Regions from separate parts of the Gossypium arboreum genome. Here region 2 is linked to region 1. A link is a contact called in public Hi-C data. All regions are on one chromosome and are shown on one strand. Each heading gives the region's core, a stretch centred on a gene start, on an enhancer-like site or on the middle of the called end of the contact. The rest is flanking DNA. Distances are from core to core; before and after follow the strand shown. Region 1 has its middle 30 kb from the start of LOC108480680. Region 2 holds the start of LOC108480562 (IQ domain-containing protein IQM3-like).

The links. A called contact is a pair of places that touch in the nucleus more often than the background predicts.
Region 2: a contact with region 1 is called in a Hi-C map of leaf, with 4 times the contacts expected there. The contact joins the promoter of LOC108480562 here to the enhancer-like site in region 1. A contact is called at or near these places in 2 of 5 Hi-C or Micro-C datasets (both in leaf).

What each region holds. Positions count from the first base shown.
Region 1 is chr1:64,749,694-64,757,532 of ASM2569848v2, reverse strand. No RefSeq gene overlaps it. Among protein-coding and RNA genes, the nearest start is that of LOC108480680, 30 kb to the right of the region's middle. Within about 2 kb of position 3,137, at least 1 of the 2 cell types and tissues checked has an H3K27ac peak or open chromatin away from gene starts, as enhancers often do. A contact at or near this core is called in leaf, where this site is marked.
Region 2 is chr1:64,873,595-64,881,433 of ASM2569848v2, reverse strand. LOC108480562 (IQ domain-containing protein IQM3-like) reads right to left here and starts at 4,381. Exons shown (of 8, transcript XM_053028874.1): 1 at 3,778-4,381; 2 at 3,581-3,695; 3 at 3,395-3,460; 4 at 3,227-3,315; 5 at 2,991-3,078; 6 at 2,757-2,903; 7 at 2,567-2,659; 8 at 1,446-2,134. The coding sequence starts at 4,136. The coding sequence ends at 1,709.

The DNA.
Region 1 (7,839 bases), core at 1,888-4,387:
ATGTGTAAAATCGATTAAAATTGAAGTTTCATGTATACATTTGAGCTACAATAAAATAATTAAAGTTTGTGCATCAAAATTACACTTAGACCAAGTTGATGTAGAATTTCGATACTTTTCCTAAAAAATTATCAATAATTGAGTTATAGATGAAATGGTAAAATGCTTATTGTAAACGTTGTTTAGGCTTAGGTACATTCTTACACATTACATTAAATTATTCAAAATTTTATAAAAATATAGATATTTCATACAACAACAATTAAGAACCTGTCCAATATATTTAATTTACATTAAAAAATTAAAATTTAATAAATAAAAGAATACATGACCTGCTTGTAGAGTTGTTTAGTTCAATTGCAAATGTACCCTATAATAATCTTTTGGTTAAATGAAATAATTTCAGTTTTAGTCCCTCCCAGTTATAAGTATTCAATTTAAATCTTTTTAAAACAGAAAAATTACCCCAAGCACATTAAAATTCTAAAATTTTATTATCCACAAAAGGAGATGTGAATAAAAATATTGTTGGCAGAATTTAGTACAAAGCCAGTTTCAATCAAAGCATCCTTGTTGATTTGTGTAACCAAGGCAGCCATTACAGGCCGGCACGACGCCACCATTTTCATCACTCTCTCCGTAACAAATGTTTGTGTTGGGCAATCATTTGAAGGAGACAAGACCTGACTTTGGCAGGCACCGGTGGGGTTAATCATCAACCAAATTTCATTAATTTAAATAAATTAATTACACTTACCTGTCAGATACATTTGAATTATCTCTTCAAAGAGTTTAAGAAACCTCCTTTGATGTTTCCCTTCACGTACTGCATATAATATGCATGAACCTGAAATCACTATTCTAACTAATTGCACATGTTTATCTCCTTTTTCTTTTTTTTTTTATTTCTTTTCTCATACATGTTTTGGACCTCACCGCTAATAATATTTTTATCTAATAAAATAAAATAAAATAATTATATTTATTTGATTAACTACTTTATTGTAGGTACTCTATAAAGAGGTGAACGAATAACCATAAAATGTGCTCTATTTTTACTCCCAATTATATGATTAAAGAAAGAGATGAACACTTTAAAGTAATTAAATCTAAAGTTAAAATTGTGTGCATATAAATGACACTTGAAATTATGAAAATATAAAAATTAATATAAAGAAAAATGAACCTGATTTGGATTTCTCAAGAGCATTTGATTTTGATCCAAAAACATATGAAAGGACATAAATAGTAATTATTGTTCCATAACTCAAATGGTCAAATATTACACAAAATAACATTCCATATCTAGTTTTGATTGATGTTGGAAATATCCATTTGCCATGAAGCCTTTCATTGCTAGATGAAGAGAATCTCTTCAATTTTAATTGCTTTTTTTTTCTCTCTCTCAAATAAGAAGATTTTGATGTCACCTTAAGATGAGACATATTGGGATGGAATAATAAGATATGATTGTGATTTTTTTTTGTATTTTTTTAAGAATAAAATATATCTATCAAGAAAAATGTGATTGAAAAAAATGTTTACAATACTATATATATATATATACTCTTTCTTGTCCTTTGTGAGGTTGTGGTGAATTAGAGCAAAATTGTTCCATGTGCACTTGAGGGAACAAATTTATTATGGAATTCTTTCAAAGAGTATCCTATGTTATTTCTAAGATGAGCTTGCTTAATTTAATTTCTAGCAAATATTTTTGGTAATTTAATGCAATTCTACAAAAATTAACTCAATTCCATTGCACTAAAGGATTGAATAAAATAATATATTTTGAAAACAACTTCATCTATTATCTAGAGTTTCAATTGATTATTTTTATGTAATAATAAAAATTATTGTGGGATATTATTTTCATTTCAAATCATGTTAAAATTTACTGATGGGATTTGATTTCAAACTTTTACATTTCTTCATTTAGTTTTTTTATTATATAAATTTATTTCCACATAAACAATAAAATAAGCATGCAAATTGGATGTAAATGTAATTTGAAAATCTTGTGGGGAAAAGTGTTGCAAAAGTAATCCACTATAGTATATTTCAAAATCAACTTTTTGAAAACAAAAGCAAAAAGGAGGTACAAAATGCAAATGGTTTCAACTTCAATAAAATCTCAAACCTTCTGCTTCAACAAAACCTCATTATCTATACTAACAATAAATTATTTTCACTCAATTGGATAATACATGCATAAATACAAAAATAAATCTTTTGAGGATTTTACTCATTTAATTAAAAATTATCCATTTTTCACAATTTCTTTTATACAATAATTCAATTCTAACCTGACTATCTTAAAATAAACCAACATCTAATTAATAGAATAAAACTTGATATCTCCCACTTCTCATAATTAATCACTCATTTTCCTAAAAAAATATCTTACTTTTTTTTCTCTCTTTAATAAATATTTTTCCTCAAGATCTAAGATATAATTCTATGCTATTACATCTCCTCCCTATTTGTAAGCTTGTAATGGTACCCAAAAACAAAAGAATTTGATTACATGCATTTGCATGTCTAACCAAGTTTAATATATATAAATATGCACTAGATTAGTAACATATATGTTAAAATATACACATTATGAGATTTATTTAGTGATTTGCACAATAAATAATTTTATTAAAAAAATCAATAATATATTTTAGATTTGATTCAGTTTATATATTTCTTTTTAATCCTTTTAAAATTATTAATTAATTTATTATTGATATGTCTTAATATGCATAGATGAATCCAAAAATTCTTTTAGAGGAGAAATTAAATTATAAATTGAGAATTCAATATATAATTTTATCACATATTTATTTAAATAATTATATTAATTTAATATTATTAATATGATATATAAGTGTTTGAATTTTATTTTACTTATAATTTAATATATATTTCTATTTTGATATTATACATGTTTATGTATTATTATATATTATTTTTAAATATAAATTTATATTCGAAATTAATAATTTGAAAAAGTTTGAATAAAATTGTTGTTAGAAAATAATAGTGAAAGAAAGTGGTTTGACTTAAAAGGGCCGGGGATGGATTGGTGGATGCATAAGGTCCGTCCAAAAACGAGGTAAGGGCAAAAAGGCCGGCACTCTCTGACAGGCGGCTGAGGTGAATGAACACGTGTGAAGTGGACAAGCTATAAAATTGGACGTATTATGTGGATGCATGGAATGACGGTGCATTTAGAAGTCACTGTTACCTTTCTTGTCTTCACTCAAAAATGTTTGTAATGCGGCCCCATTTTGATTTCCTAACATTTATGTTACTTGGATTGCGTGGTCGGTCGGTTTGTATTTTATTTATTATTTTTAAAGGTTGAAGCCAAACGATATACAAACATATTAGTTAATTTTAAGCCATGTTTTGTTTACGTGAGAATAAAATATCTCATGCTATTTTCTCCAATATAAACAATTCCTCCCATTCTCAAAACGTTCAAATTTTCTATTAGTCCCTATAATTTATGGAAGTTATGAATTTAGTCCCTATACTTTAATTTTATCAATGTTAGTTCATGTACTTTTTGAATTTTAAAATTTTAATCTTCATCAAATGATAATTGTTAAATTTATTAAGTTAAGTTCTTCTGTTTCTAAAACTTGATGCGCCAAACATATTATCGTATGTAATGCTATGTCAGCTTATTATTTCTACATATTACTCACTACAAATTTAGTTAATGAATTAACAACTGACATTTGCGTTAAGACTAAAAAATTCAAATTCAATAAGCATATAGACTTAGAATGATCAAATTGGAGAAAATGGACCAAACCTACAATTGTACACATACTAAAACATTAGTAATTGAATTTGACCAAACAAAATTAACTGCTTCTATTTGAGTCAAGACTAAAATTTTAAATTTCAAAATTTTAAAGAGTACAAGGGCTACAATCAATCATTTTGAAAAGTACATGTACTAAAAATGATCAAATTAAAATACAAGGACTAAATCCATAAATTTTGAAATGTATAAAGACTAATAGTAAAATTTAATCTTCTCAAAATTTGCTTAAAACAACGGTTAAAACTTTCATCTAACATCTAGATGATACATATATAAATATTGTCACCCCTTGCTGTAATGCCCCAAATTTCTTTAATTTCGGCTTTTGTAATTGTTGAGCATGGAAATAACTGAACAACTGGGTCTATGTTATTTTTGGCTTTAAACATGTTGGTTTAAGTGGTTATGTGCTCTGGGGTGTGTTTGGGAGGTCTTAAGTTCAAGCTTTAACTTGGGCTAAATTTTGGGTTTTTTTTTTTATTTGAATAAAGCCTGACTTTAAGTCAGTGGGCTTATAAGGGATTGTTGGTAAAAACCTAACAGAATGGGCCTACTAGTCTAGTGGTTAGATGGCAAGGGATCACGCTTAGGGTCTGGAGTTCGATTCCCTACAGTAGCGATGGGATTATTTTTGCTGCAAGTTTTGGCTAAGAGTTGGGCTTTATCAGAAATCTGAATTGGGGTTTAGGGATTCTTCCCTTCTTTTTAACAAAAGTTCTTGCTCTCTACCGTTTTCTTTTTCCCAAAACCCCTTGCTGCCGAAAATTCCCTTCTATTTTTCTTTCTTCCCTTCGTTTTTCTTCTTTTTCGATAAGTTTAGGAGTATTGCTAGCGGTCCTATCGATTTGGTAAGTATCACTTTATCAAGTTACGTGATTTTCTTTGGCGATCGTTTAAAAGGATTTTTGTTTGCTGTTTAGGGGATATTCAAGGCTCTGTAGATCAGTAATCGAGTTCTAAACAGCAAGGAAACACCGTTCTTCATTGAAGGTAAGTAGATCTCTCTTTTGGGATTTGGTAATACTTAAGGATGTTGATTTAAGTAACTGATTTTGGGCTCGATATTGTTAATGTTAGGTTTTGGAGTGCTCACGGTTGGATTAGCAGCGAAAACGAACCAGGTGTGTACTCCAATTTATTCGAAATTGCGTTTCAGCGAAAGCCAAAACTGCTACTGTCGACGCCACACGGGCGTGTGGCGATACACGGCCGTGTGTTCGGCAAGCCAAACCGTGCGCGTGCTACACGGGCACGACGGACACTGGCGTGTGATGGCTTGTAGGCCGTGTACGAGGCACGGGCTCAGGTAAATGGACCGTGTGGGCCACACAGGTAAACCTTACGGGCGTATGAGAATCTGCGCCAAGCCGTGTGATCCACACGGGCAAAGCCAAGTTAGGCCGTGAGCCCACACGGGCGTGTAAGCCCAATTTGTTTGAAATGTTCTGTAAGGTTGCACAGGTCGTCTAAGTCGACCGTAACCTGACTGTAGGGGCGGTAAGTATTACTTAAACCCCATACTCTAATTGATTACTGAATTGTATGCAAAAGCATGTTATTACAAGCATGTGTATCTGTCTGATTCCGTATATCTATTCTGCCATGATTTTGATAAGATCTGATATCTGCATATAAGCATGTCATGATATGTATATTGCATTGCATTGGGTTGGGATTTTTGTGAAGAGAAGGAAGTTTGAGAGGCGATTAGCCTATTATCTGGCAGCTACGCTGCATATATTTATTATGTACTATTATATCCCCATACTTGGTGTGTAGGGTTAGGTGGTTCGATTCTATCCCCACATGGTGTGTTGGGTTGGTCAGAGATGGTGTGCAGGGTTGGTGGGTGATCGCGTGATTCGTAACAAGTAATAAATATTTATAATGAAGATCAAACCTAGACTAACTATCATCGCAATGTAGGCAAGTGTACCTATCGAACAGTAATATAGTTTTAGCAAGACTGGATTGTCGAACCCAAAGGAACTAAAAGTATTAGTAATGTCTGTCTTTTTATTATCTAGCCTAAGAATAACGGGGTTAATTAAATTATCTAAACTAAGAACGCACAGAGAAAAGAATTAGGGAATTGTTTTTGGGAAAATCGATTGACTTGAGACAATACCTAAAGAAAAATCCACCTAGACTTTACTTGTTATTCTGGCTCCGAATCGGACTATTTATTCATTCAACTTGTTCCGTAGAGATCCGTAAGTTATGTTATTATCCCTATTCAAGACTAATAACGTCTAATCCCTAGATTGAATAACCGAGACTTTTCTTTAATTAACACTCTAGGGTTGCATTAACTCGATCTATGGATCCCCTTATTAGGTTTCACCCTAATCCGGCAAAATCTTGTCACCCTATTTCTAGGCGCGCAAACAACTCCGCTTAATTATGACAAAAGTACTCTTAGACAGGGTCTATTCCTCCTCTGAATAAGAGCATGTCTTGAATCAGTATCCTGGGATATCAAAATAAGAATTAAGAACACATAATTAAGAACAAGTTAAATATTTATCATACGATTCAGAAAATAATAACAAAATTCGTCTTAAGTTTCATTCCCCTTAGATATTTAGGGGATTTAGTTCATAACTAAATAAGAAAACATTTCAGAAGAAGAAAGAATACAAAACATAAAGAAAACCCAAAACTCCTGAAGGGAAATTGAGGAGAGATCTTCAGTCTTGATGATGAATCCTACTTCTAAGATGGATCAATCGGCTTCCTTAAGGTAATTCCTTACCTCCTATTCTCTGTCTCCCCTTTTTCTCCTTTTCTAGGGTGTACTTATAGGCTTTGGAATGCCTAGAAGCCCTCAAAAGTGGCCTTTTCCGAATTGGACTTAACTTGGGCTCGGCAGGGACACGCCCGTGTGACACGCCCATGTGCGGTTACTTCAAGCAGTGTTCGAGCCTGTTAGAATGGCACGGGTGTGTGCTATGCCCGTGTGAGTCGTGCTCCAATTCTGTCAGATTGACACGGCCGTGTGGTCTGCCCGTGTGAGGAGGTCCAGGCCGTGTTGATTTCGTACTTTGGCCCATTTTCTCCGCTTTTGGCTCGTTTCTCGTTCCTTTCGCTCTCCTATGCTCTCCTAAGTGTAACACATGAAATTAAAGCATTAGGAGCATCGAATTCACCAATTCTAATAGAAAATCATCTATAAAATGCGTTAAACATGGGGGAAAATATGTATAAATTACGGTTTATCAGTGGACATGTTTTCTGATATTTGATTTGTTATGCATGGGATACCTGTATGGCTAAGGCCGAACTATCTATATTCTGTTATCTTTCTGTATGCATGTTATTTGTGGGGATGTACACACTGAGTTTGCGAAAACTCACCCTTTTGTTTATTTTCCTGTCAGGTAATCCTTAGCAGTAGATGGATCAGCGCAACGGAGAGCTCGATGGTGACCACTGTTGGACATTTATGAATTTTTGAGTAACATTCTATTTGTCTGCTTTATTTTAAATATTAATTTCTAGGATTAAAATGTTTTTGAACTTGAACTATTTTTAATTTTATTTCGGGATTTTAAGCTATTAAGCTATTGATTAATGAGTTAATGATATTTTAGCTTCCGCAATAATGAAATGTGTTCACCTAATAATCGGTATAGAGATTTCACGACTTAAGTAACGATAATGAGCTGAATGATTTTTAACTTGCTAAGATTTTCTAAAAACACTTTCATGTGACGCCGTCAGATTTGGCCGTAACGTCTAGGTTGGGTTTGGGGTGTTACACTTGCCCTTCTACAATATTGTAATGATAAAAGAAAATATCTTCCTATACATATTCTTAATTAATTTAATTGACTATTGTTTTAAAAGAAAAAATATTTTTGAGATATTAATTTTTAAAGGGTTATATGTACAAACATAATTAAAATTATAGTCATATATTCCAATAACTACAATTGGTGTTAATAGTATAAAGCGTAATCAAGTTGATAATCGAAATATATCTAAATTTATACGAGAATAAATCCGACAAT
Region 2 (7,839 bases), core at 3,132-5,631, 120 kb before region 1:
TAAATATTCATACCAAAATTTGGCTACTTCCTAAACGATTGAAACCATAAGTAATTTATAAATTTTTTAAAAAAAAGACATTAAAAATTAAATATAAATTTAAAAGAGATTGACCAGTATTCATCCAATACCACGCGATAATGTTAGGTTTACAGTGTGGAAATGAAAAATCATCACTTAAAACATGATATTTAATTATAATTGCATTAAGAATAAAAATAAACTTATGAAAAATTAATGAAATTAATGTTACGTTCTCTAATATTCTATTTGCCTCCACCTATATTATGGTGTACAAAAGAGTTACTAGCAAATAAACTTCGAGAATACAATGAAGCTTAATGACTGTTGACATTTTGTACTGCCGGAAACAGTCCACTGAATATTGAGCGAAACATAACAAGAAAATCAATTTTTATAAAAAATTTCTACAGTAATTCTTTATAAAACAATTTAGGAATATAAAAGATGGTGGAAGAAATAGAAAGGAACTTTATTTTTGTGTTTTTTTGGTATATCCTACAAATAAAATTCTTCTCCTATTTATAGAAAGTCTAATATTCTTCACAGGGACATAACTATCCAAATGGATAGTCATCTCTTTAGCCATGAACATAATTATTCAATAAGTATCTATTTGAATAATTATGACTCTTGTTATTAATTAAGTGGTATAACTTTTGGTGACAAGAAACATAATTGATTATTATGAATAATGACAACTTTTGCATAATAACGAAATGACATTATTTTTAGGATAGTTGTACATTTTCATTTGTAATTATTGAAAAATATATGTTCTAATGTTAAATTGACTAAGAAGCAAATAAAATGTTAGAAAACACAAAAATTAAAATCTGCCAAGTGTAAAAAAGGAAGTAGTCCACATCATAAACCAATTCTGCCAAAAAGCGAGTTTGATTAAATTTTTATCCAAAAATTGAATCTAATACTTCAAGGGCACGAGTTATTTGTGTGATAGAAGAATTCATCACTTCTTATTCGGGTCATTTGGAAGTTTTTTCTTTGATTTTAAAATTTAAGTTTAGATTGCTTCAAGTTGGAATTATTTCAATCTTAAAAATTAATTCATTAAATCAAGCGAACAGATTCATGTTATTGAATTTTTAATTTTATAGTCAAATGGTTGTTCATATTTAGATCAAAAGCAACACATATTTGGACAAAAATATGTTTTTTTTAAAATAAACATATCATACATGCAGACATATAAGCTCTTTATTTTACTATCCTTTTAGTTGACATTGCTGAAATAGCTAACATTTATCAAAATGTTGTCTTGATAATTAGAAAAAAAATAATAAAAAATTTACCTTGTAATTTTAGTACTAATCCTTTTGATGTTTTATTGGCAGTAAAATCGAGCATGTATCATATCCTACCCCAAATGTAAGGTATATATATATATATGGACAATGAAAAGATTTATCTTCCATAGGGAAACAGTGTTTCTTTATTTATACTAAAAGCCATTCCAAAGAGGCCGAACTGATATAAAAGCATCATCAAACATATTTACATTCACTAGTGCATCAAAACGTAACGATAACTTCATCATATTATGCTTGGATACCAGGAGTTGCATCCGTGTTTGAGTCATTTAGTGTTGGCCGAGTTGCAATCGGTGGAAGATTATTGGGACGCCTGTATGCCGATGGGGTTGTTGGGGTACGCGGTGTTCTTGGAGTTAGGTAAGGTGAAGGGGTGTTCGGCGTTCTTGGAACAAGTTGACAAACTCTAGCGCTTGTTGTCTCAGTTCTAGTGGGTAATCAGCGACACACCCAATCCTTGGCCCAGCACCGGTTGACCATTTGAGTGACAGCTGATGTCCCAATTGGTACGATTTCGTTGCCTTCTTTGAGTTAATCCTTTGCAATATCGCAGTTTTAGGCACCTCAGTTCTCGGACTCTGAAGACCACCAGATAAAGTCCTTTCATAAGTATTTGTGGTCTCCGGTTGTTTAGTATCATATGATTCTAATGACAGATTCTTCTCTTCTTTGTTGATTTTGGGTTCAGTCGGCACTGAGCTTGCTGAAAATCCAAAAGTACTAACACTACTGCTGGAATTTCCATCATCGTAGCTATCAGAATCATCGGTTGAACGGCGAATCTGAACACAAAATAGATGTAATTCATCATATATCCAAGAAATACCTAACGAATGGCGGCATGATCCAACTGAAAGTGGAATCAGAGGTTTGACGTTCAAGGATCAAAACCATCAAGCATATGAAATAACCAAGCAGACATTAATTGATGCAATTTGACAAATCCAACAAATGCAGAAGAGGAGATTGAAAGGTCACCTCAACTTTGTCAAGGTTCACTCCGTTCCCCTTCAGAAAGGAAAGAAAACTGTTGAGACTATCATCCGTTGGCCGGTAATGTCCGCTATATGCAGAGATGGACTGAAAAACAAACAAAATCATGTCTCACATACATCGTATAAGTCATCCGGCCATTCAAATGCAACTATCAATATTGGCAGCCCGTAACAAAATCTGAGTACACTACTAAATCCTAAATTGTTACAAACTTATACCTTTAGTATCCCTTTCTCCACCACCAATCTACCAGCAGCTAGCGTTACTCCACCAGCTAAGAAGCTAGAATGATGGAACATTCCTTTCTTCTTCTGCAAGGTACCGAAAAGACATTAAAGACATTTTTGGGTTTTCATACATCTAGTAAGTATTTAATCTAAAAGTTGCGGTTCGAGCCAGATGGTTTACCTCGCCGGCATACAATTTCTTCGAGGTGCTCATAACAAATATCCATTTAACTTCTTTCGAGCCTTGGAATGTATCAAGGACATTTCTAGTTTGTTTATGGATAATCTTTCCTTCAACAACAATGTACTCATAATGTTCCCTTTCTTGCTGTTTACAACAACAGGGAATTAACAATTTCATTCAATCTTATTTGGAAAAAGAGATTGAATCTAACATATGAGTTTGCATACATACAGGTCCGAGATACTTGATGCATTGTTTTCGAAGCTTTGATCTTGAACATTCTTCGAGATCGACATCTTTGCCATCACCTATATCTAACCTGTAGGAAACAAAATAAGAAAGAAAGAAAAAAGGTGAAATCATTATTTTTGTCCTAGTACTATGCTCAATTTGAAGATTTAGTCCATCTACTTTAATTTGGTCTTCCTACCAATATTAATAGAATGAGAAAAATGTTTGGGGTTTACCAGTAGAAAAATGGTTGACCAGCATCAGTTTTGCACCATTCATCGTAGTAAATATGTAAGTTATGGCCATAACGGTGTCGTGGATCAATCTACAGTTGAAAAAAAGTGTTAGATTCAAAATTATCCAATATATTTTGTTTAATAAAAAGATACAGAAGAGTAAATTACAGCTTCAATCCAATGTTGAAAAGCCAATTTTTGTGCTTTGGCGTCTATGGACAACCCTTTCCCGACCTGACAAAATTCCCAACTTAATTATTTATGAAAATTAACTAAAAAAAAAAAAGACAGAACATGGAAACTGGGAGGTAAAAGAAAAAAAAAATAAAAAGAAGAAGAAGAAGAAGAAAATACCTTAGAAGCATTTAAGCCAACGCGATTCCACCATGAAGCAGCAGTTTCTGGTTTCAAATAATTAAAAAAGGAAATTGTGCTGTGATTAAGCCTTGCATAATTTAAAGCCAGCCACCTGAAAATAATAAAAATATTTACTATTAGTATTAAATAATATATATTTTGAAGACAGACAAAGATTTTATGAAAGAAACTACCAGAGTTCTTCAGCGACAACAGCGGAGTCTGCTAACCTACGCCGTGTCCGGTAACTCCTATACACCTTCTGGACCTTAACGGCGGCGTTGGAATGAGAAGAACCGCCACTGCGCGTCTGATTCGAACCCGGAGAATCTCGGCCGTCGGATAACGGCTCCAGCAGCATTTTCAAACCACCACCATTAACCACCGTCGGGAAATCCGATTCGCTAGCTTGGTTCGGACTATCCACAGATACAAATTCGGATTCCCCAAGTAAGCCGGCGTTCGTAATGTCGGTGGAGGAAATGTTATAAAACGGAGACTTTGACTGGAGATCGAAATTCGAAACAGCTGCTTGACTTTCAATTACTTCCATTGTTTTTCTTGGTAGCCAAATTTGAAGGAGTTTTAGAAAGAGAGAATCTTAGGGTCGTTGGTTTTGGAGAGAATACTTCAAAGAAAAAACCAGAGCCAAGGACTTAGAAAATCGCCGGGAAACCCACTTGTAAATTTGTAAATAGATTCCAGTTGGATTAAGAGTTAGTGAAGTGCGTGTTGTTACGCGCTGAGGTTGAGAGTGAGATTTTGTGTAACTCGCTCGAGACAAAACAAACTAGTGACCAAGCATACTCAAAAGTAAAATCAATTATGATATATATTTATGGACTGACATTGCTCCGCCTCATAAATCATAAATCTGGCTTTAACAGTCTTTGAGTAAGGATTTTTGTGATTTTGTTATTATTATTATTATTATTATTGAATTTTATTAATCTAATTGAAAAAATTGAGTGCCATAAATCTATTTTAGTTAAACTAAAAAATATAAAACAAATAAATTCAACATTGATTAAATTTTAAATAAGACTAAAATTATTTCAAAGTAAAATAAGAGTGTGTTCTAAAAATTTGTATAAATATAAGTTCTAAAATTTATGTAAATAAGCGGTAATTTTTAAAATTTCTCATTATTTTATTTTATTTTGTTTAATACGGATAATCACATTATAAGATAAAACTTCAATTTCAAAAATCATTTTCATTTGATTCTAATGTATGTTTTAAATTTTCATTTTATTAAAATTATTTATAATTTTTACAAATACAATGATATCCTTATTGAATACTTTATATTATTTATTTCTAATATAATTCTTTTATAATTACTCTTTGATTTGTAAAACAAGATACTTTATATGGTCCCATCACTTGAGAAGTCGAGATCGCATTGCAACTCGAGGTCCCAGTTGACGGTGATTATATGGTCATGAGTTGTAGTGTAACTAGGGCTTCAAGTTTACAAAGGTTATACTGTCAAGGGATAGAATGTAGCTGGGGGCCCTAGTTGGCAGTGGTTATACGGGCACGGCAACAAGTTTCACCTTATCAAAAGAGGATGCTTTATTAAATCCATGCAGAAGTCTAAGATCATAGTCATAGTGAAAAGCACAAGGGCTTTTCAATATACCCAATTAACTCATTTTCTCCACCAAAGATGCTGAACTCGTTACATTAACCTATAGCAGAGTTGGCGACAATAAGGTTTCCAGCAGGAAGGAGTTGTTGTGTGGTGTACAAAAGATGAAATGCAAATCGGGTCGACAACGGTTGCTTGGTGAAACCTTAATTCTTTTGGGTCCAGCATTAGTTCTTATAATTTTGGTCCCCTTAGGTATTCATTTAGAAAGGATGTCCTTGTTTATAGTAGTACTAAGTCCTTTAGAGAACCCATACACTTCTAACAAGTTTTCCCTTATAGATTTTTTTGAGGACCTCTATGTTTATATTAATTAAAGTTTGATTTAACAAAGTTTGCCTTTGAATTTTTTCCCTTTTCAAATCTTTTTGGAGAAACTTTGTTAGATAAAGCTTTTTCTTTTTCAAGCAACTCAAGTTGCTTTTAATGATCCTCATTGTCACACCTAATTTTCCTTAAGCCAAAAAATTAGGAATAATTAGGGGTCAAATTGAAAGAAACCATAAGTTGGTGGTTTCTATTGAAAAATAGGAAAATTTAGCTGCTAATTTGGACATAGTTAAGTTTCAATTCTAGTTCCATTGGATGAGAACCAACTAGTTTGATAGTAGGAGACAAAATGATTACCAATGGATGATTTTTATAGGGTTGGTAACCGTACATAAAGTGCTATAAATAGCTGAGAAATGAATTCCTAGGTGAATTCTTCTCAATTTTGTTTAATTTTCTTCTCTTCTTCATATTCTTCTTTGTTACTTCGAAGAAGAGATAATTATAGGAAGCTCTACATGGAGCGATGATCATGGGGTTTGTGTCTGAAAAATGGAGAATCTAGTGAGCTAGAGAATAAAAGCTTTGATGTTCAGAAAAGCTAAGCTGATAAGGCAAAGATGCATCAGGTGAGTTTCTTTACTCCATACATGGGTGTTCTTTGAATGTTATGACTGGTATGATCTTTGTTGTTTGAGAATGCCTTGTATGCATAAGAGTGAGTAGGTATATGAGTATCCATAAATGTTTCAGTATGCTCGAAATGGTTGTGATACAATATATATGATTTAGCGTACTCCACGTTATTATGTCTATGTGATAATATGCTTGTGACTGCGTGTTTATGAACTGTGGAGTATGGAGGGAAATTGTTGACGGGATAGATGGTTTGAGATAAATGGTTAGGGAAATTGAAAAATATGTTTTATAAATAGAAATAGAAATTTATTTTTGAATATTGAAAATATATTTTGTACTTATTTTTCTATAATAGAAACATGAAAAATAAAATAAAAATTCTACATTTACATAGATTAGAATTAGGGTACAAAATTTAATATTTGAAAGTTTTTAAAAGAATATTTTTGTGTTTATATAGGTTTGAACCAAGATTAATTCATTTAAAGTTAAAACCCTTGTTTTTGTCATTTTCAATTTTACAAAACATTTTCAGTGAAAACAATGAAAACAACTTATTATTAATTTCTAGTTTCCACATACTTTTATTTTCATTTTTTAAAATCATTTTAAAATTTTCAAAATGTTTTCTATTTTAGAAAACAAAAACAAAATTTACCTCTGTTTTTGAAATCAAATGGAGACTAAGGATTTGGTTTCTGAAAATATTTTCTATTTTCATTTTCAAAAATAATTTTATTTTCTTTTTTTTAAATTGAAAATATGATTAGTAAATAGAAATAAATAAAATTCTTAATAATGAAAACATGAAATTATGTTTGGTTTTGGTAGCTGTTTTTCTAACAAAAAAAATTACATTTATATGAATTTGAACTAGGGTACTAGATTTAATATTAGAAAACATTTGACAAAAAGAATTTTTGCATTTATATAAGTTTTAACTTGGGTTAATTCATCTTAAGTAAAAATCCTTACTGTCATCATTTTCACTTTTATAAAACATTTTAGTGAAAACAATGAAAATAATTTTTATTGTTTTCTAATTTTCACATATTTTTATTTTTTTTAAAAATTTTAATCAAATACATTTTCTTCAATGATTTTCATTTTCCAATAAAACAAAAATACCAAATACAGTCTAAATTTCTTAGTTTTTAATTTGGTTTTTAAAAGTTGGTTTGAAAAACATTACTAAACAAGGGTATAAGTCTTCCTTTTTAAAAAATAAAAATAAAATTACCTCACTTTTATTTATTTTTAAGTATAAGTAAAATTTTAAAAAAAAATCTAATTAGCATCTTGGTTAAGCAAAATAGTGAAAGGATTGAAAAGGAAATAAAAATTGAAAAGAAAATAAATTGAATATGCTTAGTAATACAGAAAGTGAGAGAAAAAATAATAAGAAATTTCGCTTTCTATTCTAATACGCAAAAATAAATTATTTTCAATTTAAATGATAAGAAGAAAGAAAATGAAAGAGACAGGTGTCAGATACTTCAAAATTTTGTATTTATCAAAAGTTTTATTTTCTTTCTTTTATTTTTAATTCTATCAAGTAATAGATGAAAGTAAAATTATATTTTTAAAATTTTTTTCTTACCAAGCATTCTAATTTAAAATTAATATACTTTTTTACCCTTTCAAGTTTTTATAATTTTCTAATTTTTTTTACTCTACCAAGTAAAGCCTAAGT